Linked DNA regions of Nomascus leucogenys: region 1 is linked to region 2. Evidence: chromatin contacts called from public Hi-C data. All regions are on one chromosome and are shown on one strand. The core of a region is the stretch at or near the end of the contact, and the rest is flanking DNA. Distances in the headings are between cores, read along the strand shown. Region 1 has its middle 18 kb from the start of CBFB. Region 2 holds the start of FBXL8 (F-box/LRR-repeat protein 8).

Region 1 (3,605 bases), core at 962-3,461, 150 kb before region 2:
GCTGAGGCAGGAGAATCACTTGAACTCAGGAGGTTGCAGTGAGCTGAAATTGTGCCACTGCACTCCAGCCTGGGTGACAGAGCAAGACTCTGCCTCAAAAATATAAAAAATAAAAGTTCTTTAGCCTCTATTATCCCCAAGGTGATGTCTGGTCACCCTGGCCTGCCTGCAGCAAGAATCCTATTGGATGGGCTTAGCCAGAATTCCCCCCTTTATCTCTGATATTTCCTCTTAGTAATTTTTCCATCCACTGACCCCACCTTGCTCCTTGGCTATAAATTCTCACTTGTCCATGCTGTATTCAGAGTTGAGCCCAATCTCTCTCCCCAGTTGCCTGACTGCAAAACCCCACTGTGGCAGTCCCTATGCCTATTTCTTTTCTTTTTTCTTTCTTTTTGGAAACAGGGTCTCCTCTGTTGCCCAGGCTGAAGTGCAGTGGTGCGATCACAGCTCACTGCAGCCTCAAACTCCTGGGCTCAAGCAATCCTCTCACGTCAGCCTCCCAAATAGCTGGGACCACAGATAGCCACCACCAGCCTTGGCTAATTTTTTTTTAATTTTTGGGCCTGACACGGTGGCTCATGCCTGTAATCCCAGCACTTTGGGAGGCTGAGGCAAGAAGACTGCTTGAGCCCAGGAGTTTGAGACCAACCTGGGCAACACTGCAATACTCCATCCCTACAAAAAAATATTAATTAAAAAAATTAGGCCGGGCGCGGTGGCTCACGCTTGTAATCCCAGCACTTTGGAGGGCTGAGGCGGGCAGATCACGAGGTCAGGAGATCGAGACCACGGTGAAACCCCGTCTCTACTAAAAAATACAAAAAATTAGCCGGGCGTGGTGGCGGGCGCCTGTAGTCCCAGCTACTCGGAGAGGCTGAGGCAGGAGAATGGTGTGAACCCGGGAGGCGGAGCTTGCAGTGAGCCAAGATTGCACCACTGCACTCCAGCCTGGGCGACAGAGTGAGACTCCATCTCAAAAAAAAAAAAAAAAAAAAAATAGCCAGGTATGGTGGCACATGCCTGTAGTCCCAGCTACTCAAGAGGCTGAGGTGGGAGAATCGCCTGAGCCCAGAAGGCCGAGGCTTCAGTGAGCTATGATCATCACACCACTGCACTCCAGCCTGGGTGACAGAGTGAGACCCTCTCTACCGCCTTGGCCTCCAGAAGTGCTGGAATTACAGGCACAAGCTAACGGCTCGGCCCCTATGCCTATTTCGATGCTCCTGAATAAAGTCTGCTTTACTGAGCTTTAACAAGGATCATGAATGATTTTTCTTGAACGCCCCTCCTCATGCTCTCTCACACGGGTCTGTGGGGAGAGCAGCTGCCTCTAACGGCCACCTGCCCAGGGCCCTCCTCCCCCAACTGGAGGAAGTGCAGGTGAGCAGGAGCCAGGGCTTAGTCGGGTCCAGGCTGGCTGTAGCAGATGTGACAATCATAAAGAGCTCTGAGGAAACCCTAGGACCCTCCATAGGAATCCAAGCCTGGGAGAACCCCAGTGGGCAGTCTGAATGCTGGGTTGGCCCCTGCCTCCCACAGCCCCAGCTCCACACCCTCCCCATACACCCAGGAAGGTGTCCCTCTTCTCGTCAGCTCCTCCCCGGGTTGCATTGCTGGATGACGGAGACGGGAGGGCTACCTACTACTGCCCCATCGTCCCACCTTGTCTTCCTGTCCCCACTCAGGTCCTCCCACGGCCACCTGGAGTCTCTCCTGAAGCTGCTGCCAGGCCCCATCCTGCGTGGATCGGTGCGCAGAACAGACTGGATCTTGGTGAAAGCCCAAGGACACTTCTGAGTCTTGCCCCCAGCCGCCCTCCCCACCGCCGGGTTTCATCCACCCGCCGGCGCCATCGCGGGTACGAAAGAGTGCGGGCGCTAAGCTCACGCAGGCACAGCGCACACACGCGCCCCCTGCCGGCCGGGCCGAGCCGGGCCGCCCACCTGGTCCTGAGCCTGGCTCCAGGCTCCGGAAGCAGCGCCCCAGCTTCTCCCCCGCCACGCCCCCACCTTCCACCCGCGAAGCAGCAATTATCGGCCCAGGCGGCTGGGAAAGGGCCAATTAGCACAGGAGACGCGGCCCCTCTGCGGAGCCCCTGCTGACCACAGCCCACGCAGCGCTGCCTCTGCCGCGGGCCCCCAGCCTCCCGCCGCCCGCCCGACTGCCACAGCCCTCCTGGCCTGGCCGACAGCTCTGGCTGCCTGGGAGCCCCGGGGGACGCGCCGTCCGGCCTCCCGCCAACTGCAGTCACGGATCCAGCCGCCTGGCGCCAGCTCAGAGCCGGGGCGGACGTGCAGGCGCCGGGAGTTGAATCTCGCCGCCGCTGGGTGGTGGGGGCTAGTGGGCTGCGCCCCACTGCGAGGGCTCCCGCGCCCCCGACAGCCTGCGCCTTGGCGCCCGCCAGCAGTCTCCAGGCGGGGGCGGCTCGGCCCAAGCCCTCTTGCCTTCTCATGGCCCTCCTTGCTTCTTCCGGACCTCCAAGGCCCGGTTCTGGGCTAGCCGAGGTGGAGCAGTTCCCCACTGGTGGCTACAGCAGCGCCAGGCTTTGGAAAGCCACGGCCAGTGCTGGATCGTGCCCCACGACAGGCACGTAGGCAGGATAGGGGGTGGGCAGCACAGGGACACAAGCACTCATTACTGACAGTGAATGCATGAACCTCCTCCCCTGGGTCCCTCCCCTGCACAACCTGACTTACCCACCTATAGGCTTTGGGAGACCCAAGAGGGATGGGTCCTGCCTTCCAGGAGCCTGCAGGCTGCATGGGCAGAGGCTCCAGGAGCTTGGCTAGGACCCCAAGCTAAAGAAAGCCCCGAGCAGGGAGGGAGGCATCGGGTGAAAAAATGGGGGGGGGGCTGGAAGAGGGAGTTGTAGGGGACAGATGCCACCTGTCAAGGCTTCCCCTTCCCCCAAAGAACCCCCTTCCAGCTGAAGCTGGTCACACTGGGGCCCAGGAGTAAGGGACAAAGTGGGCCTGAGCCCAGTACATCCTCTGCAGGAGGCAGAAGTTTCTAGAACAAGAAGTGGGAGAGGGTTCAGTAGGAAAGCCCACAAGTGAGGTCGACCAAAGAGATCCTGCTCTTTCCCCATGAGTGCCACAAGGGACTGGGGTAGAAGGGCTGAGGCTGGACCAGTCCTGGATGCAGTGGCCTTTTCTGTGTGTTCTCCCTCTGCTCCCTCAGGTCTGGAGGGCTGGGAGCCTGCTACGTGCTCTGGAACTTTACTTAGGTCTTTTTTTTTTTTTTTTTTTTTTGAGACCGAGTGCCGCTCAGTCGCCCATGCTGGAGTGCAGTGGCGCGATCTCTGCTCACTGCAAGCTCCGCCTCCCGAGTTCACGCCATTCTCCTGCCTCAGCCTCCCGAGTGGCTGGGACTACGGGCGCCCGCCACCACGCCCGGCTAATTTTTTGTATTTTTAGTAGAGACGGGGTTTCACCGTTAGCCAAGATGGTCTTGATCTGTTGACCTCGTGATCCGCCCACCTCAGCCTCCCAAAGTGCTGGGATTACAGGCGTGAGCCACTGCGCCCGGCCCATTTACTCAGGTCTTGTTGAGCCAGACTTTCTTTGGGAAAGTGTGGACCATGTCTCTAAAAGAACCAGAAC
Region 2 (3,226 bases), core at 693-3,192:
TTATATATGGTGGGCTAGGAGGAGTGTTGAGTGTTAGCTATGGGGCAGGACAGATGGGGTGGCCCAGCTGCCATCTGTTTACATGAGGAACAGGAAGCTATCCTCCTGCCCTGGCCTCCCAAAGTGCTGGGATTACAGGAGTAAGGCACTACTCTCGACCTTGGTTTTTTAAATTATCTTGTTTTTGAGACAGGGTCTTACTCTGTCACCCAGGCTGGAGTGCAGTGGCACTATCACAGCTCACTGCAGCCTTGACCTTCCCAGTTCAAGCAATCCTCTCACCTCAACCTTTCAAGTAGCTGGGACTTTAGGCACACGCTGCCATGCCTGGCTAGTTTTTGTATTTTTAGTAGAGATGGAGTTTCACCATGTTGCCCAGGCTGGTCTCAAACTCCTGGGCTCAAGCAATCTGCCCAACTCAGCTTCCCAAATTGCTGGGATTACAAGTGTGAGGGACCACACCCGGCCTCCTAATCTTTTCATAGAAAACATTTTAATACTTGTGTACTTACGCCAAACCACAGTCTGGATAGTAACAGGAAGTTTGCATTTTGTTTATCTCTGGGCAGGATGGAGGAAGGTAGGTGGGGGTGGGGAAGGATTGTGGGTGATTTTTATTTTCTTTGTATTTAGCAATATTTTCTGCTTTATGTGAAGCAGACATATTTTCTTTGTATTAAAAGAGCAAAATAAATTTGTTTTCTTTAAAAGCAAAACAAGAAAAAAACAGGAAACTGCAGGTGACAAGTGGGTCCATGATAGGGAGCCAGCCACTGAGATGAGATAAGGGGGGAGTCCTTCGAAAGTGGCCTGGGGAGTAGGAGAGAGTGGGAACTTCCCCTGGAAACGTTCCCTCTTTCATGTCTTCCTAGCCCCTTGACTTGGGAGTGCTTGACTTGGTTGTGGTCCCACCCCAAGGGGTGGAAGTGGGGACCGAACGGGACCAGTGTCTGCCCATCAGGTCCGTGGTGGTCGGGGAGGGGGAGGTGGGGAGTACTGGGAACCTGGAGACTGGGGATGCTTTCTCACCCTCACTAGTACCAGACAGATGGGGAAGGTGAGCCAGGCTGGAGGTCGAGTTAACAGGGTAAAGAGGCCAGGGCCCTAGTTTCGCATCCGCCGATTGTCAGCTATTCTTACGTGTTCTTTCACAGAAGCCCCTCCTTGGGAAGCCCCGCGCCCCACCCACCCGGAGTCGTCCCTTTTTGGGCGGGGCTGAGGCTTCCAGGCTGGGTCCTGAGAAAGTTTGGTGGCCGGAGACTGTGGGGCGCTTGGGTACCAACCTAACAACGTCTGCGCCTGTTTCCAGGGACGAGCCACGCACGGTGCCCCCTGAACAGCTAACAGTCCCGGGGGCAGCCCCACCTCTGGCTGGGTGGACAGAGACAGTCTATGGGCGTGGCCCAGAACTGAAAGCCTGTGACTCCTTGCGACCCGCCGGGCACACCCCCTACTCAGCTACGCAGCTCCCGAGCGCTTGAGGGGAGCTTCCCAGGCTCCCACTAGCCCACCCTCAAGCTGGAGTTTCGCACGTGCGATCGGTTGGGGTGGGCAGAGGGGTCTCCGCTCAAGGAAGTATTCAGAACCAGCCCCTCCTCCCCCGCCCTCTCTCCTGCAGGGCCCTACTGCCCCTCGAAAGTGCTGGCAGGGACGAGGAGCCTGCGGGGGGCCAAATTCCGTACCGCCCCCCGCCTCCCACGGGAACAGCTCAATAGGCCGCCGCCACCAGCTGGCTGGAGCAGCCGCCGGTGACATCTGCGCCGCGCCCACGTTTCGGAGCCAAGATCCACCTCCTCTCCCGCCCGCACCGGGGAGCCCACCCACCCACCTGCTGCACTAACCTGGCCGCCTCGGCGGGGCCTGGGTTCCCACGCCCTCCAGGCTCCGCTCTACTCGCGCCGCTTCCGGGTGTGCGCGGAGGCGCTGGGGCGGTGCCCTAGCCTGAGCCGCCCCGTCCGCCCGCGCGTCCCGCCCCGTGGGCTCCCCGTGGCTGCTTCCCGCCCGCTGTCCTCTGCTGCCAGTCCTCTGCCCCGGGCAAAGCCCATCTGGTCCGTTGAGCAGGTAAGACACCAGCGCCCAAGGTTAGACGGCAGGAAGACCGGGACTTTGGGGGTTTGCGATTCTTACGAGGCGGAGGGCTCCTAAGAGCTAGAGCTGCCAGACTTCGGTAGATCAAGGGGGCGCCCCCTGGAGACCAGAATTTTCTAGTACCCCTGGGGATCCGGCTTCAAGATCGCTGCTACCAGTGGGCACTCAAAACAGGGTGCCCATGGGTCCCAGGTACAAGCCTGGCCGAACATATCTGAAGCCCCAGGAAACACGTGGCACAAATTCCGGGAGAAACTGTTAGCTCGGAAGATATGGGAACATTAACTGGCGAGTAGTGTGAAGCCTTGTGTACGCAAACTTCAAGAACCTTAAAACAAGATTGGCGGCCGGGCACGGTGGCTCACGCCTGTAATCCCAGCACTTTGGGAGGCCGAGGCAGGTGGATCACCTGAGGTCAGGAGTTCAAGAGCAGCCTGGCCAATATGGTGAAACCCCGTCTCTACTAAAAATACAAAAATTAGCCGGGCGAGGTGGCGCGCGCCTGTAGTACCAGCTACTCGGGAGGCTGAGGCAGGAGAATCGCTTGAACCCGCGAGGCGGAGGTTGCAGTGAGCCGAGATCTCGCCAATGCACTCCAGCCTGGGCGACACAGCTAGATTCCGTCTCAAAACAAAACAAAAACAAACAAACAAACAAGATTGGCAACTTCAGAGAGGACGCACACTTTCCAATAACCCATCCCCCTCTAAAGGCTGCGCTCCAGGGTGGGTCTGCGGAGTTTCAGCCGAACCCAAATTGCCCAGTGGGAGCCAGGGCTGCTCAGGGGTCGGAACTTGAATCTTGAGCCCCTCAGGCGCCAGAACCATCAGGTCCCAGAGACCCAAGTTTTTTTTTCATCCAGTGGGACTGTCTTAGGGAGCACCCGGGACATCTCCCCCGCGAGGTGGAGGCGGGGAAGGAGCCTCCCCTCCAGGGGCGGATCCAGCTTTGCCCCGCCCACACCGCACTTCCTGATTGGCTCATGGTCCCTGACAAAGAAAAGCCTACATTAACGCTCCCGCCTTATTAACCCTGTAGTCACTTTCTACTAACCGGCGGGATTAAGATGGGGTTTCTCAGGCCGGGCGCAGTGGCTCATGCCCGTAATCCCAGCACTTTGGGAGGCCCAGGCGGGCCG

The links. Hi-C and Micro-C count contacts between places; a contact is called where the count stands out from the background.
Region 1: a Hi-C map of a lymphoblastoid cell line shows a contact between it and region 2, with 2.3 times the contacts expected there. The contact joins the enhancer-like site here to the promoter of FBXL8 in region 2. A contact is called at or near these places in 2 of 4 Hi-C or Micro-C datasets (both in a lymphoblastoid cell line).

What each region holds. Positions count from the first base shown.
Region 1 is chr2:53,217,172-53,220,776 of Asia_NLE_v1, reverse strand. No RefSeq gene overlaps it. Among named protein-coding and RNA genes, the nearest start is that of CBFB, 18 kb to the right of the region's middle. Within about 2 kb of position 2,211, the one cell type or tissue checked has an H3K27ac peak away from gene starts, as active enhancers do. A contact at or near this core is called in a lymphoblastoid cell line, where this site is marked.
Region 2 is chr2:53,066,423-53,069,648 of Asia_NLE_v1, reverse strand. FBXL8 (F-box/LRR-repeat protein 8) reads left to right here and starts at 1,942. Exons shown (of 5, transcript XR_004026297.1): 1 at 1,942-2,061. The region is part of intron 1 of TRADD (tumor necrosis factor receptor type 1-associated DEATH domain protein); the gene reads right to left.